Linked DNA regions of Drosophila melanogaster: region 1 is linked to region 2. Evidence: chromatin contacts called from public Hi-C data. All regions are on one chromosome and are shown on one strand. Each heading gives the region's core, a stretch centred on a gene start, on an enhancer-like site or on the middle of the called end of the contact. The rest is flanking DNA. Distances are from core to core; before and after follow the strand shown. Region 1 holds the start of CG14442. Region 2 holds the start of Ctr1A (Copper transporter 1A).

What was found. Hi-C and Micro-C count contacts between places; a contact is called where the count stands out from the background.
Region 1: a contact with region 2 is called in a Hi-C map of the Kc167 cell line, with 3 times the contacts expected there. The contact joins the promoter of CG14442 here to the promoter of Ctr1A in region 2. A contact is called at or near these places in 5 of 107 Hi-C or Micro-C datasets (the Kc167 cell line, the OSC cell line and the S2 cell line).

Annotation. Positions count from the first base shown.
Region 1 is chrX:6,693,663-6,698,391 of dm6, reverse strand. It overlaps CG14442, which reads left to right and starts at 3,391. Exons shown (of 2, transcript NM_132114.2): 1 at 3,391-4,729. The coding sequence starts at 4,436. It overlaps CG14440, which reads left to right. Exons shown (of 1, transcript NM_132115.3): 1 at 1-2,526. The coding sequence starts at 107. The coding sequence ends at 1,063.
Region 2 is chrX:6,658,589-6,662,991 of dm6, reverse strand. Ctr1A (Copper transporter 1A) reads right to left here and starts at 1,345. Exons shown (of 5, transcript NM_132108.3): 1 at 1,191-1,345. CG3224 reads left to right here and starts at 1,530. Exons shown (of 2, transcript NM_132107.4): 1 at 1,530-1,638; 2 at 1,699-2,440. The coding sequence starts at 1,820. The coding sequence ends at 2,308. It overlaps Cdc7 (Cdc7 kinase), which reads right to left. Exons shown (of 4, transcript NM_167080.2): 4 at 3,283-4,403. The coding sequence ends at 3,837.

The DNA of each region.
Region 1 (4,729 bases), core at 2,142-4,641, 33 kb before region 2:
GACGGTGGAACCACGGAAGGACATAACTTCCGTCAAAAAATAACCATCACAAGCACCACCAACCGGATCCCAAAGGCGAGTCGCGAGCGAGCGCACAAATCCCCCGATGTCAGCGGGTGTGGGTGGCGGAGGGAGCATTACCACCGAGCACCACAGTCGCCTCTACTTCCTCAACTCGCCGACGGCGCCGCTCACCGCCCGCGATCCGTTCTTCATCAAGCCGGAGTATCTCAGCTATGAGAGTCCCATGCACCATGCCCTCTACTCGGGCAATCGGGGCCTCTTAGAGTACAACAACTATACCAGTTCGGCGGCCGCGGCGGCAGCCGTTGCCTCATCCGTAGCCACCTCCGTATCTGTGTCCGGTTCGGGTTCGGGATCAGGATCCGCGGGAACCGCAGCCAGTGCCTCAGCAAGTGCAGCGAACAGCGGTGGCAGTGCGTCTGGAACGGCGGTGCTGAGCCTCGAGAACAATTTCGCACAGCAGGGTAATCCCCACCAGCAGCAGCAGCAGCAGCAACAGCAGGGCAATCCCCACCAGGAGGTACTCCAGCAGCAGCAGCAGCAGCACCCCCTGCATCATCATTTGTCCGCTGGCGTTGTGGTCGAGGCCAGTCAACTTGGTGGCGTTCCGGGTCTTGCCAATCTTGGCGTGCCACATCTCAGCGCCCAGCAGTCAGTGACGCAGCAGGGCCAATCCTCGAGAGCGCAAAAGGCCGCCCGCCGGAGAAGCAACGAATCGATTGAGGCCAGGGAAAGGCGGCTGGAGAGAAACGCCGCCCGGATGCGGGACAAACGGGCCAAGGAATCGGAGGCCGAGTACCGCGTGCGTTTGGCCAAGAATGCGGAGGCGAATCGAGTGCGACGCCAGAACGAAACGGAAGTACAAAGAACCCTAAGACTGATGAAGAATGCAGCGCGGCAGCGACTGCGCCGCGCCTCGGAAACCGTCGAGGAGCGTAAGAAGCGGCTGGCCAAGGCCGCCGAACGGATGCGAATCGCCCGGGCCAGTGCGCCCAAGGTCATCAAGCCGCCGCTGGCCGACAGGCTAAAGGGTTACTAATGGAGGATCGTATAATCGGTTAGCCTGGATTCAGGCAAATACGCCCATTTGGAGCTGGCTCTCCGGCAGAGCAGCTTGGCCGAGCAGCCCTAAAAGCTGGCCAGGATCGGCAGAGGAACACAGACACATCTACAAATTATATATATATATAAACATATATATATATTGTATACAGCCTATAAGAAAAAAGTTTGAGATAAGGAAACCAGTCCGAAACCAGAAGGATTCTTGAGGACTTGCAAATGAATGGGCAGCAGGCACTCTAGGATTAAAGCCAGGCAATTTTTTTTTTTAAGTTAAAAATTAACAAGATGAAGTAACGTAATGTAATCATAAAGTAAAGTATTTTTATAATGCATGCATTATATTCGTACGATATGTATACACACACGACACAAAAACCAATCACACACACACAGACACACACACACCCCCAACCCCCACACACACATGCACTAGCATAGTCATTGCCACACATATAGAGCCCCCAAAAAAGGGCAGTAATATCCCCCACTCCCCCAGGAAAAAGGAAGCTTACAGCGCCAGGGTGCCTCACTGTAAATAAAAAAAAAAAAAAAACGGAGGGAAAATCGCCAACGACTGGAGGTACACCTCCCAAGCTTAACAAAAAGAAACCCGAAAAACTAAATATTAAAATAATTACTGAGCATCGCGGATGGACGAGGCAACAAGTGCCTTTCGAGGAAATCCTCGGGCGAAACTTGCTATAACATTCAAAAATCGTATTTTTCCACAACAACTGAGGCACCCTAGTGACGAACAACCCCCATATGTGTGTGTAAGTTGGTAAAGGCATGTAACCCAAAACGGACAGCGCCACTCACATAAGGATAATATACACACACTCGGCAGCTCCCACATAAATATATGTATATATACAAATTTATATATATATATATATATATATACATATATAGTTGGAGCATACACACATGATCCGTAGCCAGGCACATAACGCAATATTTGTTAAAGCACGCAATCCTTCCTCCCTTCCCCAGCCAACATCCAACCGCCCACTTTTCCTAGACCTTATCCTTATCCATATCCTCAGCCTCTTCCCACGCCCATGTCCTTCCGCGCGGGCCCACATGATATATACATGATATATATTTATATATACATATATATACATATGTATATATATATATTATGCTAATTATTATTAATAAAGTGTAACCATTAAGTTCTAGTCGAAATTTCAAATTGTTTTTCTCCTGTCTAAATACGTTTATCAATTGTTTTTTGCCTTAAGACATAAGATTGAGATACATTTTTGTGTATTGTAATATTCGTGTACACTAACAATGACAACACACAACAAGAAAAATCAACAAACAAAACACAACACCAAGAAAGTGAAAACAGAAACAGAAAAATATAAGCGAAAAAAAACGAGAATAACAAAATGAATATACTTGAATAAAGTTGCATTCACAATTTTTAAATGCTGCGTTCTGAGCTTTGGTGGGAATTTAATAGGGAATAGTGATAATCTAAAAAAAAGTAAAAGCGTTATCAACCGGAAATGATCAGGAATGGTTGATAATAACACTACAATTTTGAAAATTTCCTTCAAATCTGACAGAATGTCCTCGATGAACCTGAAGGGTGGGTCCCATTCTCAGGATCGCCATCCGTATGCTTGTTGTACATTTAAGTATCACAGCAATTAAACAAATTAAAAACTCCCATCTAAAATACATTTAAATATAAAATATAAATAATTTACAAACTCCATTCAGCACATGCTACTGAACTAATCCTATTATATATACGATTATCTACGATTATCAACGAAATGCTCTTATTGGAAATAATATAGTTTCTAATTTTATATAAATAGTTTAATTCACTTTTATAAATCGCATTTATTCATTTCAAAAAGATTTGAAAGCTTTGGAATGTTAATGCCCTGTTAACATAACATAACATAGTTGATTGTTATGTAAAGTAAGCTTTAAAACAGTGTGGCCAAGAGGCGAAAATTTGTTACAATTGAAATAGAATTATCCATGTCTTGACGTTACGCTTGATTTTTAAAAAATCGATTTCAAACATCAAGCTATCGACAAGCTGATCTAACTATAACATTAAGTATGGAAAAATAGTACATATATTCTGTAATATGGTACTGCAAAACTGCAGCCAAATAATAATATAAATATTATCTGCCTGCAAGACTAATTTCCAAATTGTAAAATAAACCCGGGCGATATTTCAAGCGGAACATCGGTTAATCAGTTGCATTTTCCAATGAATCGACAGCCTGCTCAACTATCGATGTATCGATACTTTTTACCATCCCTACTGTGAACAGAACGATTGTTGAAATGAAAACAACTGAAATAAGATGAATTAAATTAAATTAAAGATACAGTACCACGGATTGCGAACAAGTACGCATACTTCAAGTTAATGACATTACGGTGCGATCGGAAGTGGCAGATATACGCTGGTCCCAGCTATGTGGAAAATTCCCGGTAGTTAAGTTAACGCTGCGCCGCCACAGAACATCCTTTTAACCCACCAAGAGAAAAGGCGCCTGGATGCACCGCAGCACGGCGAATAAATGGAATTACAAATCAAAGGGTTAAGGTTTGTGCAAAAAGCAAAATAAGGAGCGGAAAAAAACTCGCACACACGTACGTTGCGTATTGCTTCGTTGCGCGTGTGTGTGTGTGTGTTTAGCAGTGCGTGCTTGTGTGTGCGGACGGCGGCTGCATGGGTGTGTGTGTATAATCATGTGAAAAATCGATTGGCAGCGCAGAAGCAGCGCGGCGGCGGCGCCAATTGTCACTGACTCGCAAGAAGAAGCACGCTTTTATGAAAACGCACGAAAAATTGTAATGGCCAAATACGAACGGTAATAAAGTGCATAATGCTAAAAATGGAGAAGAAGAATACCGCTCATAGCCAAAAAGGGAACGAAAGAAATGCCCGAGGACCACAATAACAATAGCGGAGTGATCGCCGCAAAAATAGAGTGCGAGAGAGAAACGGCGCCAGCACACACATATTCTTTATATAACTACTAGTAAGCAAAAAGCGAAACAAAACAAACACAAAGAGGAAACGCCAAGGAGCAGCGGACGAAAAAAAGAGCGGGAGACGGCCCAGAGCGTGCGAAAGAGAGGGGGCGAGCAAGAGCGCGGCCCCTAGATGTTATCGAAACAATCGGAAGGACTGCGCTCATCCTTTCGATAACCAAATACCCATCGTCTATATACACATATATAGATATATATCTATAAATATATATATAAATATATATATATACATAACAAACAGTACACTTTTGGAGCCCCGATAGACGACAATTTCGATTGTTGTTGCCCCGGCTTTTGACCAAGAATGGAACCAGATCCCAATGGGATAAAAATAGAGCCCTCACTTGATCAGCAGCAGTACGCCACCCATGTGCTGGCCATCAATGGCTCCAATGCCCGCCTGCTCATCGAGCATCCCTCAGCTTTGTTGGTACCACTCTCCTCGCATCACCAGCTGCAATTGCAACAGCAGCAACAACAGCAGCAGCACGTACAGCAGCAACATCAACAACAGCAGCAGCAGCATCAGCAACAACAGCAACAGTTCCAGCAGCAACATCTTCACCAGCAGCAACAGGATCAACTGCAGTTCCAGCAA
Region 2 (4,403 bases), core at 96-2,595:
AGCTAAGATATTTTGATATAAGTTTGAAAATGGAATTTCACGACGTGATGAAGTGTGATTCATTATTCATATTATATTAAAGAATTAAAATAAGAATTGAATTAAAATTTAATTTAGTTCCAAATATCAAGTGAAATTTAAACGATCTAGCAACGTAAACTTTTTTCTTTCTGTTTATTTGCATGGACAAATGGCATTAACCGTTGCTTCATCTCATCAGCTGATCTCCGCCAAGAGAGCCCCATCCTCTGCTCCTGCACACACACACACACTCACAATCGCACCAATTGCGAAATGTCAAATCGTGACCGACATGTATTGCAGCAACAAATGGGAGAGAAACGGCGAGAGTGCGTGTGTTTTTTTTCTATTGCAGGCCGGGGGAGCTATTATATCACATGTGTAAAGAAAAGAGAGTAGGAGAGAGTTTGTTGATCTGAATTCGAACATACATATATCACTCAACGCACGAACACAGATAGAGGGTTAATTGTGCTTGTAACGGTATAATTGACTGATAAGCGATTGGCACTGATAATCACAATCGGTATGCAATCGCTGATTATCGATAAGGACTCCTAAGCTTTGTTTTTAGTTTCGTTTATACTATTTCACGCATTTCGCGTTCTTTTTGTTGTTGTTGTACTTACTGCAATTGGCGGGCAATTGGCTCGAGTTGTAACAATCTACAATGTATGTATGTATGTATGCTGTAACACCGGTTTAAGTGACGAACTCAACGGAATGTCTAGCTAAAAACAGAGAGTCAACGAAAAATGCCAATAAGCCAACAGTCGTACATTTTAAACAATGCATGCAGCTGCCGTTGACACCCACCCAACCCCCTGCACCAGTCATTTAACAACAATCACAGTTTCTGATTTTATTTTGTGCTTCGTTGTTGCTTTTTGCGCTAAATCACACACGCACACACACTCACTGCAAACGCTGAGCTTTTGAAGCAAGCGAGATAGCAAGAGTGGACCGGCTGCAGCATCTTATGAAAAATAATAATTGCTTTAATCGTTTTTGCAAGTGTAAAACCCGATCTATTTCACAGTGTTGTTATCCAATCACACATGTGTGTGTGCGTCCAGCCCACACACCCACTATTTGTATTATCAATTGCACTTTATCAACGCAAGTTAAACCGAACTCTATGTTTATGTATTCAAATGTTAGGGGCTTACTTTACTTCCTGCGGCAAGGAAATAAATAATATTAAAACAAAATGCGCACGGTCCGCCCGCAGACAACTTGTTCGCACGATTGTTGATGAATTAATTGCAAGCATATGTTTTTTTATTTAACAGTGCGCTGCCTACGAAAAGGCACTAAATAATGCCAAAAAATAGTATTGTAAAAGACGAAGTAGATGGAGTGCAGCTTAAAAATGAGTAACTTATACAACTTATTGTCGCAACAAGTAGCTAATTTATGGAATTTTAGTTTAATTAGTTTTGGTTGAATTTAGTTTTATTTCGAATAAATAAAAACAGCTGTGTATCAGTGTGCACACACCACGATTTCTTCAGTTATCGATAAGAAACCAATCGGCCGGGGACCGTCGCCAACATTCTATGTGCGCATTAAATTAACTTGTTACCTTTAAAACCCTCGTTTCTTAACCAAAAAAAGGTAAAGTTAAGCAACAAATTACTGTAACAGTATATAAATTAACATTCAAATGCATTACAGGTTTTAGGAAACACCTAGCAGCAGCAGCAGAATCTAAAACCCCATTGGCAACCAAAACACGTGCCAAAACAAACGATTAAATTTTCCGTAAAAGTTGTAAATATAAAAAAAAGTCAGCAAGATGGGAATGGTATCGAAACGCAAGAAGATGCACTATGGCGATACCCATCTGCAGAGGAGATGGCGTGTGCGGAATCGACGTCGTGATCTCGACCAGATCGACGACGATCTGCAGACCCGGAGCGGTGAACTGATCAATCAGAATGTGGATCTCGACAAGCCGGGATTCGCGCAGTTCTACTGCGTGCACTGTGCCAAGTACTTCATCGATGACACCGCCATGCAGGCACATTTCCGCACCAAGGTGCACAAGAGGCGTCTCAAGGCCCTAGAGATCGAGCCGTACAGCATCGAGGAGGCGGAACGCGCCGCGGGACGTGGCAGCTTCGTGAAGCCCAAGAAGCGGGCGATGGAAACGCAGCCATCGAAGGAGGACGTGGTCGCTGGCAAGAGGATCCGAGTGGAAGTGGTGCCCGAGGATACAGATGCCACCGATTCGCCATCGACGTCCAAAACGAAGCGCAAGAAAGTCGAGAAAATGGAGACATAGGCGAGGAGGATGAACCAATCTATTGATCTAGCTTAGTTTTTAAGGCCCTCGGGGACAGGACTTTCTTCACCCCCCTCCCACAGAACTCTGTTTACCTCCAATTGCTTTCTTTAAATACATTTTTTTTCCAACATATATAAATCGATTCAAAATTAATTTTCATTTAATGCGCGCAAGGGTGGCGAAAGATCAACAAGCTTCTAAACAACAAGCAGTTCAACGCTTCCAAGCGGCAAAGCTTTATTTACCGTTCTTTTGATTTCTCTCCTGCAGCTCAAAAGTTCAAGTTCTCTCCGCAAGCGGTCACTTTCTTCGTCCGTGAGCAGCGGTAAACACAAAATGCGATGGCTGACGCGCTTTAAAATTAAAATTAAATAAATATCAGCGTCGTTTGCTGTCGAAAAGTGCTACAAAGTGTAATTAACCAGTGAGCGCAGGTCGACGCAATGCGTTTGATACGGTATTTCTAGTTTAAACGGGTGAAATTGGTAAATTTCTGCAATTTCCTCATTCTCCTTTGGGCTCATTCTCCGTTGGCGCGTGTGTGGGTGTGTTGGTGCGTGTTCAACTGGCATTCTCATGTGCACTTAAGAGTATGCTACGTTTTAGAGCGGTGATCTTGTGCATTTTGCCATCGCGAGTGTTTTGTTGTGAAATGGCTCATCAAAATGTGAGAGTATTTGTGTTTTTTTTTATATTTTTTTTTAGGTGATTTGTGCTCAATAAATGTGAAATTAAATAATGTACAACTTTAATTGCATGGATTTATTTTGAAAAGGGTGAGTCATTTAAATTTACACTTTAATTTTATGAGTCCTATATTTGCAACTGAAATATAATGAATAATTTAACGTACGGTAACAACAATATGCGTACTAAAATCCCCAAGCATTTGTTTGTTTAAGCAAATAAAGAATAATTTGCACAAATTTCCATTTTTGGAGCAAAGAAAATCAAGGCCTTCATTCAATCTTCACGGTATAAATATATGTATTTGTCGCTCTTATATCCTCGTTCACATGGTTTTCAGATATACAATAATTATACCTAAGTAGGTTAGCTACAAGACTATTCGAACTATACATGATGGGGATAGTGCAAAATTCTTTGCCACTGGGCGATGAGGGCCATGCACTTGGGTCGCCTTCGTGTTCCTTAATATACAACATTTTGTAGCCTTTCGGCCACAATATTTCATAATCAATCTCTCCTCGTTTGCTTTTTTGGTATTCCTTGCCCATTTTGTTCATGATTGAAACATTTCTTTAAATATACATTTGTATGTTTGTTTGTGAGTGTTGTGTGTGTTTGTTGCGTGGTTTCATTTGGTTTTATCTGCCTGCGGCTTGAGGTAAGTAAATGTGGCCTAGTGGGGCATTGGACGAGTTTCTTCTGGCTCTGGGTGCAATAATGAGATATGCTCTTGAGGTGGGTCTATATATATGTACAATCATGATCAGCGAACTGGGTATAGTATATGTATGTATGTACAAGTGGTGTATGTATGTTTGCATGGTGGGGACTAGTTTCACAGCTTGTTAATGGCCGCTTGCTGCAGATCAAGGGCAACCTGCTGCTTGACCTGCTCCTGTGAGGCGGCCACCGTTCTGTGACTTTGATATCTTTGTCGACGCATCTTGCGCGGCGTTCCATTGGCCAACTGATCCTGCTCCGTCTGCTCGGCCTCCTCGGCGGCCGTAAAGAATGGATGCTTTAGTGCCTCTTCGGCGGTAATTCGTTTATGGGGATTAATCTCGAGCAGGCGATCCAGTAGGTCATAGGCGCTGGGTGGAAAACATTCGTATGCGTCCAGTGGCTCTGTCAAGTAATCGCTATCCTCGCATAGGCAGTTGAAGAAGTATTGATCACAATTCCGGCACACTTCGCAGCTTCCGTCCACAGATTCGTAGCTCTTGAGGAGCTTGGCATCACTAAAAACGGAACGATAGCGAAAGCGCAGGCACAACTTTCGCAGATTCAGTGGCCTGGACCTCTGGCTCAGGGTGATCATACGGTCGAGAGCCAAGGCCGTCTTCCGTATCGCCTGATCTCCAAATATTGTTACAATCTCGGCCAGCGCGATAAAATCGTTGGG